2 separate regions of the Oryctolagus cuniculus genome follow, and region 1 is linked to region 2. A link is a contact called in public Micro-C data. All regions are on one chromosome and are shown on one strand. The core of a region is the stretch at or near the end of the contact, and the rest is flanking DNA. Distances in the headings are between cores, read along the strand shown. Region 1 holds the start of HECTD4 (HECT domain E3 ubiquitin protein ligase 4). Region 2 holds the start of NAA25 (N-alpha-acetyltransferase 25, NatB auxiliary subunit).

What was found. Hi-C and Micro-C count contacts between places; a contact is called where the count stands out from the background.
Region 1: a Micro-C map of ear pinna shows a contact between it and region 2, with 7 times the contacts expected there. The contact joins the promoter of HECTD4 here to the promoter of NAA25 in region 2. A contact is called at or near these places in 6 of 6 Hi-C or Micro-C datasets (ear pinna, embryonic fibroblasts, liver and 3 more).

Annotation. Positions count from the first base shown.
Region 1 is chr21:9,687,767-9,693,935 of mOryCun1.1, forward strand. It overlaps HECTD4 (HECT domain E3 ubiquitin protein ligase 4), which reads right to left and starts at 3,896. Exons shown (of 75, transcript XM_070066218.1): 1 at 3,584-3,896. The coding sequence starts at 3,751.
Region 2 is chr21:9,431,404-9,436,900 of mOryCun1.1, forward strand. NAA25 (N-alpha-acetyltransferase 25, NatB auxiliary subunit) reads right to left here and starts at 2,274. Exons shown (of 23, transcript XM_051826818.2): 1 at 1,821-2,274. The coding sequence starts at 1,878. It overlaps TRAFD1 (TRAF-type zinc finger domain containing 1), which reads left to right and starts at 2,544. Exons shown (of 14, transcript XM_070066222.1): 1 at 2,544-2,626.

The DNA of each region.
Region 1 (6,169 bases), core at 2,646-5,145, 260 kb after region 2:
GCTGACGTTTAGCCCCGCACAGCCCCTACAGCGTGCAAAGAGCGCTGGGATTCAAGGGCAGGAAAGCCCTGCCCTCACCAGCTACACTCCAGGACCCAGTCAGAAGCTCCCCTGAGCAGAGCTGCTTTCTAGAGAACAATTTTGCATTTCTCACTGCGAAATTCTAAGTCCCTTCTTGAATGATGCCAGTCACATGCGAGTACACCGAGTTTGAGTCTCATCCTTCATAACCCAAAATCTTTAACTAAAGGACTCCACATAATTATAAACCCCTGTGGAAAATGGCCTTTATTCACCCCAGTATTTTTATTTTATTTTTTATTCATTTATTTTTTTGACAGGCAGAGTGGACAGAGAGAGAGAGCCAGAGAGAAAGGTCTTCCTTTGCCGTTGGTTCACCCTCCAATGGCCGCCGCGGCTGGCGCACCGCGCTGATCCGATGGCAGGAGCCAGGTGCTTTTCCTGGTCTCCCATGCGGGTGCAGGGCCCAAGCACGTGGGCCATCCTCCACTGCACTCCCTGGCCACAGCAGAGAGCTGGCCTGGAAGAGCGGCAACCGGGACAGAATCCGGCACCCCGACAGGGACTAGAACCTGGTGTGCCGGCGCCGCAAGGCGGAGGATTAGCCTAGTGAGCCGTGGTGCCGGCCTATTCACCCCAGTGTTGGCAAAGTGGAGAGAGGCTAGGAAGCGAGTGATCCACAGGAGTAGCAGCATTTCCAAGTTAACTTCGGAAAAACTGATAAACCTCTAATCTTCCTCGAATATGAGAAAGCAGCAGTTATTAAAAAGGAAATAATGGTATCTGTTTATTACTCCATCTGTAGCTAGCTATGAAATTTTAGATAATTACAAATATAAGTATCACAGATGTGGGGCTAGTGCTGTGGCGCAGCAGTTTAAGGCCCCAGCCTCCAGTGCTGGCATCCCATGGGGGCGCCGGTTCGAGCCCCAGCTGCTCCTCTTCTGATCCAGCTCCCTGCTATGGCCTGAGAAAGCAGTGGAAGATGGCCCAAGTGCTTGGGCCCCTGCACTAGCAGGGGAGACCTGGAAGAAGTGCCTGGCTCCTGGCTTTGGATTGACCCAGTTTCAGCCATTGCAGCCATTTGGGGAATGAACCAGTGGGTGGAAGACCTCTCTCTCTCTCTCTCTCTTTCTGTCTCTACCTTTCTCTGTAACTCTTTCAAATGAATAACTATCACACATGAATGGCGGCAGGAAGTACTGATTAGCAGTTGGTGTGTCTGAGAGGAACAGAACGGGGCCGACATCCAGACAGCAGAGCCATGTGATGTTGAGCGAGCTGCACACCCACTCTGACTCTGTTGGCCTCATCTGTTCAGTGGGTACAGCATTTGCTGTTGTTATATCAACAGCAAGCTTTAGCTCCTAAAGGCTTTTGAGAATTTAGTAAGATAATGCCTGACACTGTGTCAGGATATATTTGGTCAATATGGTTAATTACAAGCGAATACACTCACAAAAACACAAATCCAATAGCTACAAAAACCTTCTTCGCTATCTCTTTCTTCTGATACTATGTAGTCTGCATAATAGGTGGGATAAAATGAAAAAAGTCCTTTACAACTGTCAGTCATACACACATAATTGGAGGTCAGACTAACCTTTTTTTAATTTATTTTTTATTTATTTATTTTATTTTTTTTACTTATTTGACAGGTAGAGTTAGACAGTGAGAGAGAGAGACAGAGAGAAAGGTCTTCCTTCTGTTGGTTCACCCCCCAAATGGCTGCTACGGCCGGCGCTGCGCTGATCCAAAGCCAAGAGCCAGGTGCTTCCTCCTGGTCTCCCATGCGGGTGCAGGGCCCAAGCACTTGGGCCATCCTCCACAGCCTTCCTGGGCCACAGCAGAGAGCTGGACTGGAAGAGGAGCAGCTGGGACTAGAACCCGGCGCCCATATGGGATGCCGGGGCCACAGGTGGAGGATTAGCCAAGTGAGCCACGGTGCCAGCCCCCACCTAGACTAACCATTTTAAAAAGGAAAAAATTTTAATTCTACCAGGTCAGAGATTTCTTTTGAAATCATTCTTCGTGGAAATTTACTCAATTCATTTAACAAGCTCAGGTATCTTAACTAACCCTACCCTTTCTAATCCTAAAAATAAATTACATACAGAAAAAAACATAGTTGGTTCCATGAACTTAGTCTCCAAGGAACAAAGAGCATCCACTTCCCACCTTTCCCACACCTCAGAACCAATTAAGTCAAGAGATTCCACCATCATGGCATCACACCGTTCAGTTTCCAGGCAGATGAAACTCAGACACACCTTGCTTTTTATAGCACAGGCCCAGATGTGGCGTGATAAAACTAGCATCCACGTTAGGAATTTCCTAGCAACTTATATCTTCCGGTTTTCGGTGGCCAGATTGTAAAATCAGTCCGTTCAACAGTCCACAACGGGAAGTGCTGAAGCCACCCCAAATCCAGACACAAAAATACAGTGGGACGCATTCGCATCTCAAGCACGTCCAAATGTCTAGTCCCACGCGATCCGTGTCCAGAAACGCGCAGTAACGGGTTCTAGCCCATTTCTATAAATATAAATGCTCCTTGTGCTGGAAGCCAGAGTGCACGCCAAACCGCAAAACACAAAAGATTCCTTGCATCCCGTTGATAGCCCAAGGGCAGGCCATCTTCCCCGCGCCCCACCTCGACAGCTCTCCTCGCGACATGGAGAATTTCACGACGCCCCGTGCCACCTACACATCCAAATGTCACCCCACAGAGCGGGGAGGGGCGGCTGCAGCACCCACCAGCCGGGACACATCCACGCCGCCGGCGGACGCGGACCCCGGCCAAGTCGCCGCAAAGTTCCCATCCGCCCAGCCAATCTGGTTCCTTTCTGCCTCCAAACCCGGCAGCACCACTGCTGAGATTCGCGTCTGCACCTGCCACGGCTCCGAAGCCCGGCCCTTCTCCGAGACCCCCGGGGGAACACAGCAAGGCCCTGCGGCCTAAAGCGCCCGTGGTCCGACGCGGGATGCACACCGAAGGCCCCTGGAGCATCCTCCCCACGGCGGTCCACACCGCCCGCTTCCCTGACAAAGGCCCCCTGTCAATCCGAGGCGCGACACGGACAAGTTGCCGGTTGCCCACGGCCGACCGGCAGCTGCCACAGTCTAAGCTGGGGCTGGGGCTGGGGCGGGGGCGCAGGGTGTGCAGCCCGCGGGGAAAATAAAGGGTCCCCCAAGCTAGGCAACCTGGGTGTGCCCTGGATGGCAGCCTGGGGGCCCGTGGGGGAGGGGAGCGAGGCCCGGCAGCCGGCGGCGCCCCTCCCGGGAGCGACGGCCTGGCCGAACGATGCTCTAATGAAATGCTGGTGTCGGAACGTCCAACACGAAACCGCAAACGAAATCCCCGGCGGGCGCCTGGCCCCGCCGAGGGAGGCGGGGAGCCGGCGCGGGCTGCAGACCTGCGGCCGCGGCCCGCACCTGCCCCCGCGTGCCCGCACGCACCTGCCGCGCGGCCCTGAGGTGAGGGCTCCGCGGTGGGCTGCGGCGGAGAGGAGCGGGCCCGCCGCCGGGGTGCGGGGCAGGGGCCAGGCGCAGCCTCGCTCACCTCCAGGTCGGTATCGGCGGCCTCCGGGGCCCCGAGGATCTCGCTGGGCAGCTCGGCCAGGTCGGTGACCCGGATGAGCCCGTCGTGCAGGAAGATGGTCTCCTCCTTCACCGAGAGCCACTGCGCCGAGTCCGCGGCCGCGGCGGCCGCGGCCGCCGACGAACCCATGGCCCCGGCTGAGGGGTGGACACTGAGGAGCAGATGCCCGGCCCGGGGAGACGACAGCCGCAGCCGCCGCGCTCACCAACCCATGGCAGCGGCCGCCCCGCTCGCCGCCGCGCCCGTGCAGCTCCGCCCTAGGCGGTCCGAGCCGCCATCCCCACCCCCGGCCCGGGAGACCCCGGCCCCGCCGCCGCTGCTGCTGCTGCTAGCCGCCGCCGCCGCCCTGAGGAGCAGGATCCGCCTCTGCCTCCCGGCAGCCAACTGTCAGTGAGACGCCATGTTGGGGGCGGGGCTCCCGGCATGCTCCGCGCCGCGGACAATACAGGCCCCGCCCGCCGCCCGGCCCCGCCTACCCGGAGACCCGGCTGCGGGACCCGGGCGGCGCAGGCACTCCATCTTGCCCTCCCGCTGACCTCGCTCGGCCCTGTCTCGCCGTTCGAGGTGGCCCGGAGGCGGGCCCCGCCCTGCCCGTCTCCCCTCGCTACCTAGATGTGCACGCGTCGCGCGGGGCGCGTAGGGTCGTGCTCGCACCGCCCCGTCACTCAAGAGTGTGCGCCCCACACCTGGTGAGGAAGGCCACCTGCAGCCCTGCCTTGGAGAAATATGGAGGCGAGCGCCAGGCCGTTGGCGGATCGGTGGAAAGGCGGTTAAGACAGCCGCGTCCTGGGGCCTGGGTGCTATTTCCGGCTCCTGCTCCGACCCCAGCTTCCTGCCGATTCCCTGGGAGGCAGAGGTGATGGCTCAGGTGCCTGCCCCCAGCGCGGAGACCCAGTCGGAGTCCCAGGCTCCTGGCTTCGGCCTGACCCAGCATGGCTACTGAGGGACTTTGGGGAGTGAACCAGTGCGTGGGAGACTCTTTCTCTCTTTCTCTGTCATTCTGGCTCTCAAACAAATAGATAAGCCTTTTTTTTTTTTTTTTTTTTTGACAGGCAGAGTGGACAGTGAGAGAGAGAAAGGTCTTCCTTTGCCGTTGGTTCACCTTCCAATGGCCCCCGTGGCCGGTGCACCGCGCTGATCCGAAGGCAGGAGCCAGGTGCTTCTCCTGGTCTCCCATGCAGGTGCAGGGCCCAAACACTTGGGCCATCCTCCACTGCCCTCCCGGGCCACAGCAGAGAGCTGGCCTGGAAGAGGGGCAACCGGGACAGAATCCGGCGCCCCGACCAGGACTAGAACCCGGTGTGCCGGCGCCGCAAGGTGGAGGATTAGCCTAGTGAGCCGCGGCGCCGGCCCAAATAAATAAGCCTTTAAAAAAAATAGGTGATGGTGTTCAAATGCAGCCTGCAGCGCCGGCATCCCACATGGGCGGTTTAAGTCCTGGCTGCACCACTTCTGTCCAGCCCCTACTACTGGCCTGGGAAAGCAGCAGAGGATGGCCCAAGTGCTTGGGCCCCTGCACCCGCGTGGGAGACCTGGATGGAATTCAAGGCTCCTGGCTTCAACCTGGGGAGTGAATCAGTGGATAGAAGACCTCTCTCTCCCTCTCTCTCCCTCCTCCGCCCCCGCCCCGCCCCTCCCCCTCTCCTTCCTCCTGCCTCTGAAACTGTGCCTTTCAAATAAAATAATAAATCTTAAGATTTTTAAAATGTATTTGAGAGGTAGAGTTACAGACAGAGAGGGAGAGCCAGAGAGACAGGTCTTCCATCCACTGGTTCACTCCCCAAATGGCTGCAACGGCTGGAGCTGAGCCTATCCAAAGCCAGGAGCCAGGAGCTTCCTCCCCATCTCCCAGGTGGGTGCAGGGCCCAAGCACTTGGGCCATCTTCTACGGCTTTCCCAGGCCATTAGCAGGGAGCTGGATAGGAAGAGGAGCAGCTGGAACACGAACGGGCGCCTATATGGGATAGTGGTGCCACAGGCAGAGGTTTAGCCTACTATGGCACTGCAACGGCTAACACAAAATAAATCTTTTTTAAGAAGACAAGTGGAGGGGCCAGTGCTGTGGCACAGTAAGTTAATTCTCCTGCAGTGCCGGCATCCCATATGGGCACCGGTTCTAGTCCCGGCTGTTCCTCTTCCAATCCAGCTAAGGCCTGGGAAAGCAGTAGAAGATGGCCCAAGTCCTTGGGTCCCTGCACCCGCATGGGAAACCGGGAAGAAGCTCCTGGCTTCGGATCAGCTCAGCTCCGGCCGCTGCAGCCCTTTGGAGAGTGAACCAGCTGGTGGAAAACTTTTCTCTCTGTCATTCCCTCTCACTTTCTGTAACTCTACCTCATAAATAAATAAATGTTTTTATTTTTTTTTTATTTTTTGACAGGCAGAGTGGACAGTGAGAGAGAGAGACAGAGAGAAAGGTCTTCCTTTGCCGTTGGTTCACCCTCCAATGGCCGCTGCGGCCGGCGCACCGCGCTGATCCGATGGCAGGAGCCAGGAGCCAGGTGCTTTTCCTGGTCTCCCATGGGGTGCAGGGCCCAAGCACCTGGGCCA
Region 2 (5,497 bases), core at 1,024-3,523:
CAATGTGAAATGGACATGTGTTTCTTATGGCACAGTTCAAAATGCTATTAATTCTAAATGACTGTGGGAACCAAAGGCATTCTCTTTGGTCCTTGAGAACAATTTAAAAAAAATCTAATTATTCTTAATAGTATTCAGCCTTTTTAGTTAAAAAAAAAAGGAAAAAAGAAAGAAAGGACAGAGGGGAGGGCAGGAAAGAGCCTGCAGGCAGCTGCCACACGAAGGGGCAAGTCTCACGCACCGCATTCAGCTCTCACCTTCCACCATCATCCTGCAGGTCTCAGCTCTGCCCTCTGCAAACACCCGCTGGAGGGCAAGAGCGTGCGAGCGTCAGCCCTGGGGAATGGAAATCTGGGTCCCACTCTGCCAGCACCACCTGTGAGAGCCTAGGCCAACCAGGACCTGCAGCTCCAGCGGCTAAGAGGGCGAGCCTGGGACCCACGCAGGACTTCAAGTCCGAGCTCCAAGAAATGCACGCTGAGTGGCCTTGGACAAATTACGTAACATCAAAAAAGTCCCAGTTTCCTCATCAGCAAAATGGGGGGGGGGGGGGGGGCAGTGTGTGTGTGTGAGAGAGAGAAATGCTGCAAACACAAGCAGCAACAGTAAGCTTCTCACCAGATGCGCGGTACACGTGGGAAGAGTGAGTGAGGTACCTCTATAAAAGGTTAGGACAGACTGGCAGGAGGGCTCTACACACTCCAGCAGTGACTGTTAGTACTGGTTTCACAGGACTGCTGCACACAGAACCAGACGAGAAGTCAGAGTATCATGCAAATTATCAAATAAAAAATGATGAAATAAAAAGCCTGACCATAAAACTACCCACCTATTCCACCGCGCACACGCACACCTCAGTCCTGTGGAGAAGCCTCCCTTTAGGAACATCCACACTACTACAGACGCAAAGCCTACTTTTTGCAAAAACCACTGACCTAGACGCCTTCTCACCGTTCACCGAGACCACACAACCAACTAGAAAGAAAGGGAAATGCAATAGGGGCCATTTTTCATTGTCCAGTTTCGGCTACTGAAAAAAAAAAAAGTGCATTTCTCCCGTAGTCAACTCTGCAATTCTCCACGGCCAGGGTAGCAGAATGACAGGCGGCGGGTTGAAGACAGGCGCCGGGTGCAGGGGGTTGGCTCAGCTCGTCTCCCAGCAGCGGGCCGCCCCTCCGGCAGGGCTCACCGCCGTCTCCCCGCCGCTATTTTGGGTTCGTGACCCCCTCCCCCCACCCCAGCCTCCCACGTGTGCCCCGGGCAGCTGCTTCCCCACGAACCAGCCCTGGATGGGGAGCCTGGAATCCTGCGGCCTGCTCCTGCCTCCGTCTGGGTGACCTTGCGCCAGCCCCTTCCCGTCTCTGGGTCGCGGCTGCTCCGTGTGCATCCGAGCCCCTCCAGTCAGGCAGCCCTGACCAGACCCGTTCCCCACAAATAACAGAAGTCTTGAACGGTTAGGCTCCCCCGCAGCGCCAGGGTCGGCTTCCACCTGCGAGATCTCTACAGTCTCTCTCTGGGAGCGGCCATCACAACGCGGCCGACCGGCAGCGCCAAGATTCCGCGCCCTACCGGGCCTGCCTCTCAGGCCGGCTCCGTGGCCCAGCAGTAGCCCCCGCCGCGCCGCTACCATCTCACGGCTCAGGAAGTCCGGCCCGGCGCCTACGCGAGGCCCGCGGCTGCGGCCTAGAGGCCCGCGCGGCCCGCCCCTGGTGCCCGCCCGCCCCGCGCGCAGGCTTCCAGCACCCCTCCTGGGCCTTCGCCCCGGCCTCAGAAGCCCTTGGAGCGTCGGGCCGGCGACCAGGCTGGCCCCAGGCACTCACCGTAAATGGGCCGGAGGCGCCTGTCGTTAGGGTCCTGCACATGGCCCCGCGTCGCCATGATGACAAGCGCAGAACCGCAGTGCGCACGCGCGGGGCAGGCCCCCGGGAAGGGGCAGTTAAAGGGCCAGCGTCGATCTCGCGCGTCTATCGCGATAGTCGTGGTGTTGCGACTGAATGCGCCTGCGCGGAAGGGGAAGCTGGCCCCACCCCTCCGTCGGTCGCCGCTTGCTTGGCTGCGGTTCCCGTCTTTTTGCTGGTGCGGGAAGGCGGCGAGCGGAGATGGTTGTGGCTAATGCGTTCCCTTCCCGGTCACCTCCGGGGGCGTGAGGAGCGGAAAGGAGGAAGCTCCCGGTTAGAAGTAGGGCTCCGCCGCCCCTGCTTGGCCTGTTTATTCTCAGTCCTGAAGAACCAGTCAAACGTGGCTTTGCTTAACTGTTGAGGAACAGGGAACTCCTGGGGGGGGGGGGGGGGCAGGGAAGGAGGGATCCGCAGAATCTGCTGGAAAGTTCGAGAACCTTCCACCTCTCTGCCGGGCCGACCGGGAAGCCCCCAACGTGAATATAATTCAGTGTGTGCCTGGACACTGCCGCAGGTCTCTCCGTGGGTTCTGTCAATGTTTATAACGGGCCTGAGGGCAGATAGTGCAGTCAGCTACCCTCTGACGGGTGAATGAGTTCATCCAAGGCTGGTTTCTGCGCGCACTGTTGCAGGCAGGTAGGGAGGACGCACCGAGAAATGAGATCAAACCTTCCTGGAGCTTGAGCTGTGCAGGAACGGACGGATAACTCGGCGCAGTGTGTTACAGGGTGAGAAAAGCTACAGTGAAATAGTGTGGTGAGAGAAAGCCTGAGAAAGTGACAGTTGTCGGAGAGTCACAGGAAGTGAGAGGGGGCCCGGCAGGTGTCACGCCTCGGACTGCGCTGTTGGCTGATGCTAGCCCAGGTCTCTGCGAGTACAATCAGAGCATTGTGTCAGACCAACCCCAGTGTCCCCTGGGATGACCCTTCTGCTGTGTCCCCTCTTCCCTTCCTGGGCCCTGATGTCCAAGAAAGCGATTCTCCAAGTGGACATTAGACTCTTAGACCCCACCCCACCCCGGGAAACTTAATAAACATGAGTTTCCTGCGGCTTTATCCACAGAGATTCTAATTCAATCTTTGAGAAGTAGTAATTAAGGGTTCTAGATTCAACCCTTTACAACCCAGCAGAAGGGCAAGTTAGCAATTGCTATTGATTTTTTTTTTATTTGACAGAGTTATAGACAGAGAGAGAAAGGTCCTCCTATTGGTTCACTCACCAAATGGCCGCCACTGCCGGAGCTGCGCCGATCCGAAGCCAGGAGCCAGGTGCCTCTCCCTGGTCTCGCATGTGGGTGCAGGGACCAAGCACTTGGGCCATCCTCCACGGCACTCTCAGGCCACAGCAGAGAGCTGGACTGGAAGAGGAGCAACCGGGACTAGAACCCGGTGTCCATATGGGATGCTGGCGCTGCAGGTGGAGGATTAACCAAGTGAGCCACGGCGCTGGCCCCTATATTAAAATTTTAAATATACACATATCTAGAGAAAACCTGTAATGATAATAGTAACTACTAATACTGGGCATTTACTAACCACCTACTATGTCCAAACTCTGCTAATCTCTTTTACATGCATCGTCTCTTCATTCTGACAAACTGATGGAATACAAACTACGGTAATCTCCATTTTCTTTTCCTTAGAATAGAAACAGATTTATTTATTTATTTGAAAGGCACAGTGACAGAGAGATCTTCCATCCGCTGGTTCACTCCCCCGAAGCCGACAACAGCAGAGCCAAAGCAGGGAGCTTCATCCGGGTCTCCCAAATGGATGGCAGGGGCCCAGGTACTTGGACCATCTTTTGCTTTTCCCAGGTGAGTTAGCAGAGTACTGGATCAGAAGTGGAGCACCAAGACTCAAACAGGAGCTCATGTGGGATGCTGGCACTGCAGGTGGTGGCTCAGCCCACTGCACCACAACCAGACCTTGGCTTTGGCTTTTTTTTTTTTTTAAGATTTATTTACTGGGGCCTGTGCTGTGGCACAGCAGGGTAACGCCCTCGCCTGAGGCGCCGGCATCCCATATGGGTGCCAGTTATAGTCCCGGCTGCTCCTCTTGCAATCCAGCTCTCTGCTATGGCCTGGGGAAGCAGTAGAAGATGGCCCAAGTCCTTGGACCCCTGCACCTACGTGGGAGACCCGGAGAAAGCTCCTGGCTTCTGGCTTCAGATTGGCACAGCTCCAGCTGTTACGGCCATCTGGGAAGTGAACCAGCAGATGGAAGACCTCTCTCTTCTCTCCCTCTCTAACTCTTTCAAATACATAATAAAAATAAATCTTTTAAAAATATTTATTTGAAAGTCAGAGTGACAAGTGGAGAGTCAGAGAAAGAGAACTTCCCTCCATTGGTTCACTTCCCAAATAATGGACAGCCTGAAGTCAGGAGCCAGGAGCTTCGTGCAGGTCACCATTGAGAGCGGCAGGGGCCCAAGCACTTGCTTCAACTTCTGCTGCTTTCCCAGGTGCATTAGCAGGGAGCTGGATGGGAAGTGGAGCTGCTGGGACTCAAACCAGTGTTCATGTGGGATGCCAGCACTGCAAGCAGCTGCATAACCATCCACAGTGCCGGCCCCCAGACCTTGGTTGCTAATACCATGCTCCAGTTAAAAAAAAGAAAAAAGCCGCTTAGCGAAATGGTGAACTCTAGAGCAGAAATATGGAGTATACCAGGTCTGAGGCTGGAGCACCTTGTTGCTAGCAGGTAAGAAAGTGCTCGGAAGGATTGGGAGACCAGCCAAAGGGACACAGAGCTCAAGCTAAAAGAGCTCCCAGTGGCCAAAACTAGAAGAGCAACAGAATAAATAAGGTTATAATATAACCTTAGGGATAAAATAAAGAAACGTTAGTCCATGCAGATGGAAATAAATGATTAAAGAAAGAAATGAGGAGAAGAGACAAAGCTTCCTCTGGGCTTCCAAACAATGCTTGTAGATCTTGCCCCCCTTCTCCAAAGGATAAGCCTAACCTTCCTCCCCACAACCTTGAATGTGGGCTGGAATCGATGACCAGTGTCCAAAGTGTTGAGTACAGAAAGGGAAACAGAAACCTTACCCGGTAAGTACTGCCTGGACTACGTGAGGCGCGTCAGCCTGGGCAGTGAGAACCCACGTGAGAAGGGGCCATCTCCTCTGTGCTATTCTGCAGAACCCATAACCCAAGGGTAATCACAAGGGAAGTCTCAAACAAACCCAAGTTGAGTGACAATCTACAAAACTGCCAAGGTCAAGAAAAACAAGGAAACGAGTCATTGTCCCAGACCAGAGAAAACACAGAGACATCACGATTAAATGTAATGGGAGGGCTTGGTTTGGACCCTGCGACAGGAAGAGGACACCAGCGGAGGAACAGGTGAAGTCTGAATGAAATCCCGGTTCTCTAATGGCATCGTGCAGGTGTTAGTTTCTTCGCTTTGACAAATGTTACCGTGGTGATGCAAGGAGATAATGTTAAGGGAAACAGCTATAGAGAAACTTTCTCTCTTACCAACTTCTGTAAGGTTATAACACAATACAAAGGCTTACTTGAAAATGCATCATTTAGGGCCGGCGCCGTGGCTCAATAGGCTAATCCTCTGCCTTGCAGCACCGGCACACCGGGT